2 separate regions of the Bombyx mori genome follow, and region 2 is linked to region 1. The links are chromatin contacts, called in public Hi-C maps. All regions are on one chromosome and are shown on one strand. Each heading gives the region's core, a stretch centred on a gene start, on an enhancer-like site or on the middle of the called end of the contact. The rest is flanking DNA. Distances are from core to core; before and after follow the strand shown. Region 1 overlaps LOC101744544. Region 2 holds the start of LOC101744544.

Region 1 (3,656 bases), core at 551-3,050:
ACGTTTGCCTACGTTTGCCGCTAGGGGCGCTGCTCCAACTGAATAAAAAAATGGTTTAACTTTTACGCTATCGAGAACGTTAAGAAACTCGCACTAAGAACACTGAGCTTGAATTACGCACTCTTCAAGTCGGGACATGAGTTTACTTGGCGGTAGACGTGGAATGTCGTAGAATATACCTTTTCCCTACCTATTTGATGGTAGCCTAAGGGGTTACTCCAGGTGCGGTCACAGATAGGCGAGCTCACGGGCTCAACTTGAGAGAATATGCTAACACTAGCCCTAGCAAGAGCAATGCTTCGGTGAATTTACCACCGGATCGGAATCGCGATCCACTGAGAAGATCTGGCAAGGAACTCAGTGTGCTGTGTCTATGGGCTTGTAGGACAAATTAGATTTTTTTTTATCAATCACCCAACTAAGCTATGTTCTACGTAGTTGCGTACTATAGCGGCGTTTTAGTAAAAGTTAACTCAAATTTGTTCCAAAAAAACAAATTAGAATTCTTTAACTGAAAAAGATACGATTATTTTTGAACATTTTATAAAGCATTTAAAGAAAATCCTTAATCACAATAAACAAAAACCTCTTCATCACCACCGTACTATGAAGTGGAAACGCATTTTTAATAGACCTTTCCTCCTATCTAATCGCTGGTAGCATCGATGGACTATTCTTGCTACGCGCGCTTTGGTAGGTGAGCTCACGCGGCTCAACCTGAAAGCAATTGCTAAAACTAGCCCTAGCAAGAGCCAGTGCTTCGCTGAATCTACCACCGGATCGGAAACGTCAAAAAAAAACTCAGTGAGTTCGTGTACACGTGGTTGTACGTGGAAAAAAAACTTAGAATAATAATCCTCATGAGGAACGGAATGTAAAACACTTCATACAAATATTTCCTATATTCACGTGTAAGTATGTAAACGTTACGTCATCAATAACAATGACTCAGACAGAACTCCCAAGTAGTTCTCTTTGTAGGTTTTAATTATTTTTTTTTGTTATTTATTTATAAAAATGTTAATGATTTCTGTTTAACATTTCCTTTGCCTTATTTTGTCTCTTTGTTTTCAAACGTCATAATGCATATACGTCATAGCGAATCTTTTTAGAAGATTTTGTTAGAATTGTTTTTGAATTTACTCGTCAGGAAATAGGGTCAAAATTGTAAGGTCAATCAACCGTGTGGCCTAATTAGACGGAATTAATAATGGCACACTTTTGTGCTTGTACGGTGTTATGTTCGTAACTTAATACTAAAATCATACGCCTCGTATCTAGAACCTTCTCTTTCGGTTTTCTTTGCTCACTCGATGAAAAAAAAAATAGATGACATTGATTGAATCTTAGATCTGAGTTTAATGGTGGTAGGGCATGCTGTGAACCCGCACTGGTAGGTACCACCACCCTGCCTATTTCTGCCGTGAAGCAGTGATGCGTTTCGGTTTGAAGGGGGGGGCAGCCGTTGTATTGTAAAAACTGAGACCTTAGAACTCATATCTCAAGGTAGGTATATGGGCTTCGGTAATCACTTAACACCATGAGGGCTGTGAGCTCGTTCACCCATCTAAGCATAAAGAAAAAATGTTATTAATTTTAATGTCTACATAGTATAAGCATTTTTTCTAAACGTCTACCTGACAAATGTTTATAAGGCTAGGAACGTGGGAAAAAATGTTAAAGTATATTTATTTAAGTTTACACTTTGTTCTTTCATTCATAAAATGTTTATAAGCTGATAGTATTAAAATCACTTGCAATTTTTCAACCTTAACGCGATGATGTAGAGTTCAATACTGCAAATCAAGTTGTCTAGTTTCAAAGGTAAACAATATTATTTTATCTTTTAACGTATTGAAAATAAAGGCGCGTATTGCTTGTGCTTTTTGTAACCTAAATTTATTGAGCCGGGCAAGTGTACGCTACTTTAGTCTTTATTAATATCAGTTTTATAGACTATAATAGCATGCTTGTATTCTTGTGAACCTAATTAATTAATTTTTTGTTTGGCTCTTAAGTCTTGACTGATAGAATTGGAAATCGTTTGACTATAACTTTAAGTTGATAGTAGGAATATCGTGGCATTTAATTGGTATTATTTCGCCTTGTTTAGTGAATCATCGCTTGTAACGCGGTAGAGACGTGTGTTGTTCTTTTGTATTTTTGTTTTATTATTTTTTAAGTATTATAAACTTCGCGTGTGTTCAGTTGTAAAGTTTAAAAAATATGTTGATACTTGGTTGCGATTTATTGGTGTTCTTATCATTCCAAATAGTGACTGCGGTTTTGAAATGAATAGTGAGTCAGACAGGTGGGTTTTTGTGTTTGAATTAAAAGCTGTTTATCCCCATTCATATTTTAATAGAAGTTAACCTATAAATAAAAGTCGTGTAATAAAAATGTTATATACGGAATCCCTGTTTTGAAGATGCATAGTACGATTTAGAATACATCGCCTAATGACATAGACATTAAGAATAAAAATAGAATTATTATCACACCGACTCATACGTTGGGACTGTGGATGGTTGAATACTTTTAAATTAAATTTAATATATAAAAATATTAACTATACTGAAAATATTTTTGCCAAATCGATTCCTTTTTTTTGCAGATAGTCTTAATTTATTTAAGGTCTGCATTTTGTTCTCTAAAGCCAAATCTATATTTATATTTATAAATGGATACGAAACGGATTAGAGTAGAGTGAAATGAAGCTGATAAATCTTTAACTGATTATGGGATGAGATGGAAGGAATTGTGATGAAATGAAAAACTGTCCGAAAAAAAAGGGAAGAATATTCTGGAAGCTTAATAGGTTTTGGAAGAGCCTAAAATGTACTATCCATTTATTATTTGTCATTTTCACACATTTGCACACTTTTATAGATACTAAGCGGTTAATAAGCCACCATTTTTACCGAGACTTTTAACTCTGCAGTTTTCGTGTACCTATGTTTTTCATGTTTGTCTCTGTTGCTTTTATTAGAATTTTGTGCTTTTGTGTGTTTATTTGTTCAATTTATTCACTAGCGCCGGTTACCATAATTATTTCTGCATAACCTTCGGTTGATTTAGTAAGAAATGTCTTAGGCATTAAGTACGTCAAGGTATACAAAATCATAGTGTAGTTAATAAATATATTTATTAACAAAATAAACAAATTCATTATGTTGCGAATTTAAACAATTCTTATTCGATGGTTTTGCTCATCGAAAGTAGCACAAGGCATTGCTGCAATATTGCCAGTGCGTTAATTAAAAAAAAAACAACATTATTCAATCATTTTACTAACCTGTCAAAAGATGACAAGTGATATTTTTTTTTTAATATTTCCTTCTGTATTGGCTTACGTTTCTGGAACTAACTACACTTGAAATGAATATAATGTTTATCTTAATACTCTTCAAGGGAGGGCTGCTCGACTATCTTTATCGGGTACGGGTATGCGAAATATCCTTCCTATTTTTAACTCGTTTTTATTAGCTTGAGTATGCATATGAGGTCGTCAGCGCAAAAGTAGCCTAAATCTTACCATAGTTAGTATGGAGATAATGAGGTTCGAATTAACCATTACAATACTTCGTTGGCATAAAAATACGCGCTATAATGATGTTCACAATGGCATCTATTATCTATGGATGGAACTAGGGATA
Region 2 (3,825 bases), core at 192-2,691, 67 kb before region 1:
TTACAATATCATTTCAGCAGAAATAACAACTGATTGATCGTCAGCCATGTTGTTAGTGTTTTTTTTATTATTTTACGAATGGCCGTTTATATCTCGACTTTTTAGCAATCTTAGTTCCGTTGTACTTTAAAAAATACTCACTTTCTTGGTAGTATCCACTATAATAACAAAGACGATGTACTAATTTAGGAAATATAATTAGGGAATACAAAATAAATTTAGAATTACAATTTTAATGCCACTTTATTCACTCTTTAAAGTAAAGTCGGCTGTCAAAAGGAGGATTTACCAGCACTGGGAACATTAAAATAATTACTTTCAACATTAGATGTGCTTAATTTACAATATTTCCTTTTCGATATAATGAGCTTAATTTATTTATAAAATTTTTGGTCAGCTCTATCAAATGTTAATTGTAGTCGATTTTACTTAATAGTCGAACGCCTAAACCACTATATTTTATTTTTATTTTTTCGAAAATCATTCTGTGGATTTCTTGTTCCTGAGCGTTAAATAATTTTGAACAATTATTTGATATCATCTTGAAATTCGCTAGCAGTTTACCTTCGGGATTTATTCGAAGTTGTGTTAATGTCGACAATAGATGTCATATCCTACGATATATCATTAGATGAGCAAGGTAACATTTACACATACTAATATATATCAATCATAGATAAGAAGTACTATTAATAATACACTTAATATTTAAATACCAATGGCGTTAAGCTGGTTCGTATTATGACGTTAATTCAAAAACGCATGATTAATGAAACAGTTTCCACGCATTAAGGCGCTCGCTCTTCTTACTTGAATAGCTTTCAGAGTGGTTGTTCTGCATTAGCATCACAATCAGCGTGAAAATCTGGATTAATTGAAGAGATGGCGATACCAACAGAAAGCTACTGCCAAGTACTAAGAATTATTCGCTTCTAGCAAAGCAAATATTGGAACGAAAGACTAAAGAATTAACGACAGAAATATGCTATTTCTATTATATATTTCTATTTTTCTGTATCGTTTTGTTGAATTAAAACCGCACGTTTAATTGACACAATTTTTTTTCAGAAATTATATATATGTACTTAAGTAGTATTATTTTTGATATTTGTATCTTAACTTGTAAACATACATTAATATGTATTAGAAATTTAAATTTACGGTACGGTACGATGCTACCACAAAACATTAACAAAATTGACACTATGTTTTCCTACTGCATACGTTTTAGAATTTACTACACTCAATATGGTGTGGCGCCATAGCGTCGCACAAAATTAACGTATTCCTACTGCCTCGAATCGAGAATATACTACTTACTCATGTAGGTTCAGTGCAATGGGCCCCTGTGTACACAATGACCGCGCTGTGTTTGAATGTATATAGTTAGTTATACTGCCAACAGTTACATTACCGTGCCTACCTACTGGCGTTTCATTCACTCGCTAATTCACAGCTGACCGTGAGGCCGCGTCCCTCGCTCCGGCCGCAGCTCGCGATGTTTACGCTTGTCAACAAATAAACAAAATGAGATGTGTTTTGTGATAAATAAAACTAATCTGTGTTTTGTTTTTCTTGTTTTTTTTTATATGTAATAATTTCAAAGGTATCATAATCTATGTTATGTTGTCTGTATTGAGTGCACGAAGATGGATATTGGTAACGGTGATTCAGACCATTCTATGACCTGGGAGGATTTTTTTGGTTCGTATTTATTTCATTGATTTGGTTGCAAGTTTTTTTTTATATCTTCTGATAACTTACATGACAATTTAAATATATTTACTGATACTTGTTCCAGTTTTAAATCTTATTGAAATCTTATCAGTTTTAATTACACCACTACTTAGTTACTTACCGGGGTTATTTCCTTTTTCTAGTTTGTAACGACTTTTTTATGAGTTATTATTCTCAGTATTAGGTAGTATGTAGTAGAAAATATAAGTTAAAAAGAATAGGTAGGCATACTAACATAAAGTTAGTACCTAGGTATTAGTGTTTTAATACGCTATGTCTATATCTAGGATTAAGTCAGTGTTTTAATATTCAATGTAACATGTAACTAGTGCTGATTTTTTAACATATCGCATTGCATGAAAATAGAAATACTAGTAGGTTTAATGATAACTTTTTTTTACTTCGCGATAATCGATACGTAATAAATTCTTGGCTTTTATTAATTTTTAATAATAAATAATTAATTTTTATTTATTAGGGATTTTAAACATAATATTTATTAACTTTAAAATTACGAAATACATCGTTGTACGGATAGCGTGACGTCTATTTTTTTGACAATTAATGTCAAAAAAATAGACTTGACTACAACATTTTTTATAGGTGTGATTTGAAACTGAAATGAATACGGAGCTTGTAACTTTCTCACTACCAATTAAAGTGAAATTTTGAAAAACCTTTGTCTGAGTAAAAATACAATAAACGGAATAGCAGAGTAAATAAAAGAATACCATTTTACTAATAATTTAATTATACCCATACTTACTATTTTACGCAAAATAGAAATCCAAGAGCCCAGTACCTTATAAGTTTTTTCTTGTAAATTTCCATCCGTAATAACTCATTAGTTGAGAGTACCTGTAACTATGATTATTTACTTTGAAATAAGTGTGTATGTACTCGAGATAATGATTCTTGTTATCTGTGGCATGCGTTTGTGATAAAAAAGTGAGCAACAATGGAACTGGTTTGTGCCATTAATGAAAAGCTTCCCTTAATCTTATTTATATAAAAAAACACAATTTATATCTTTGGTTTTAATAGTGATACCAACGAAAAAAAAAAAAATCAATCAAGTATGATTCAGAACCAGAATGATTCTCGCTTTTCGCGATTCGTAAACATTATTAAAACACTAATTTATGTGTATTATCTATGATTATAACTATTTTTACAACAGACAGACAAACGTTCATACATCAAGTTAATGAAAGACTTTAAAAAAATCATCATCAAAATTATAGTTTGATACGAGCAGTGGAAGCCAAAACAGCCATTAGGCATTTGAAAAATGATTTTACAAGCTCATGTATTGTTTACATTGAAGAAACTATAATAAGCAAACTTTTCTGTCCCAAATGCCACCTAAAGGTTTCAAATTTCGTGACCGACAGATGGATATAATTTACATCGGCTACGGAATCAAATAATTTTACACGATCATAACTTCAAAAAAAGTTACGCAAATGTGTAATGTGTGTAAATAAATTAAAAATAACGTATTCAGTCAGTTCAGTTAATTTAACTATAATATACTAAGAGAGATGTCGAAAATCGATTTAATTGGGTATTGTTAACACTATTAAAGTAAAACAAAGTAACACTAAAAAAGAGTGACCAAATTATTTCTTTGAGAACTTTGCCAACAAACTTTGAACCCCAAAAAAAAAGTTAATGCATCATTGCATAAAATGCGTCTGTGTTGCCGGTTTCTAAAATATAGATGGCAGATACATAAACGTATTACAATTTTCTTCGACACAAAATGATTTACTTTGGCCGCAAAGGGACCGATAAGTACTATAATAATTTACATCCTTTGCCTGCATAGGCTTGTCTCAGTAAAAACACAGACTCAATTAACAGAATAAATATATATATATTTTAATAATAATTTAATTATACCCATACTTACTATTTTACGCAAAATACAAAATGGTTTACATTGACCGCAAAGGGACCGATACGTACCTACTATAATAATTTACATCGTCTGTGTTTTGGTTTATTCTTGCGAAATAATAGTTGTTGACTAAACATTTGTAGAGCAACGTTCGCATTGCGTGCTCGAGTTACAAAGCCTTTGTA

What was found. Hi-C and Micro-C count contacts between places; a contact is called where the count stands out from the background.
Region 2: a contact with region 1 is called in a Hi-C map of middle silk gland, with 2.3 times the contacts expected there. The contact joins the promoter of LOC101744544 here to the enhancer-like site in region 1. A contact is called at or near these places in 3 of 7 Hi-C or Micro-C datasets (middle silk gland, posterior silk gland and whole pupa).

The regions. Positions count from the first base shown.
Region 1 is chr24:5,788,720-5,792,375 of ASM3026992v2, reverse strand. All of the region lies in intron 1 of LOC101744544, which reads left to right. Among protein-coding and RNA genes, the nearest start is that of LOC101744544, 67 kb to the left of the region's middle. Within about 2 kb of position 1,800, at least 8 of the 8 cell types and tissues checked have open chromatin away from gene starts, as enhancers often do.
Region 2 is chr24:5,854,827-5,858,651 of ASM3026992v2, reverse strand. LOC101744544 reads left to right here and starts at 1,441. Exons shown (of 11, transcript XM_038020080.2): 1 at 1,441-1,704. The coding sequence starts at 1,650. It overlaps LOC101736511 (nucleosomal histone kinase 1), which reads right to left and starts at 1,335. Exons shown (of 6, transcript XM_062675686.1): 1 at 1,133-1,335; 2 at 1-158.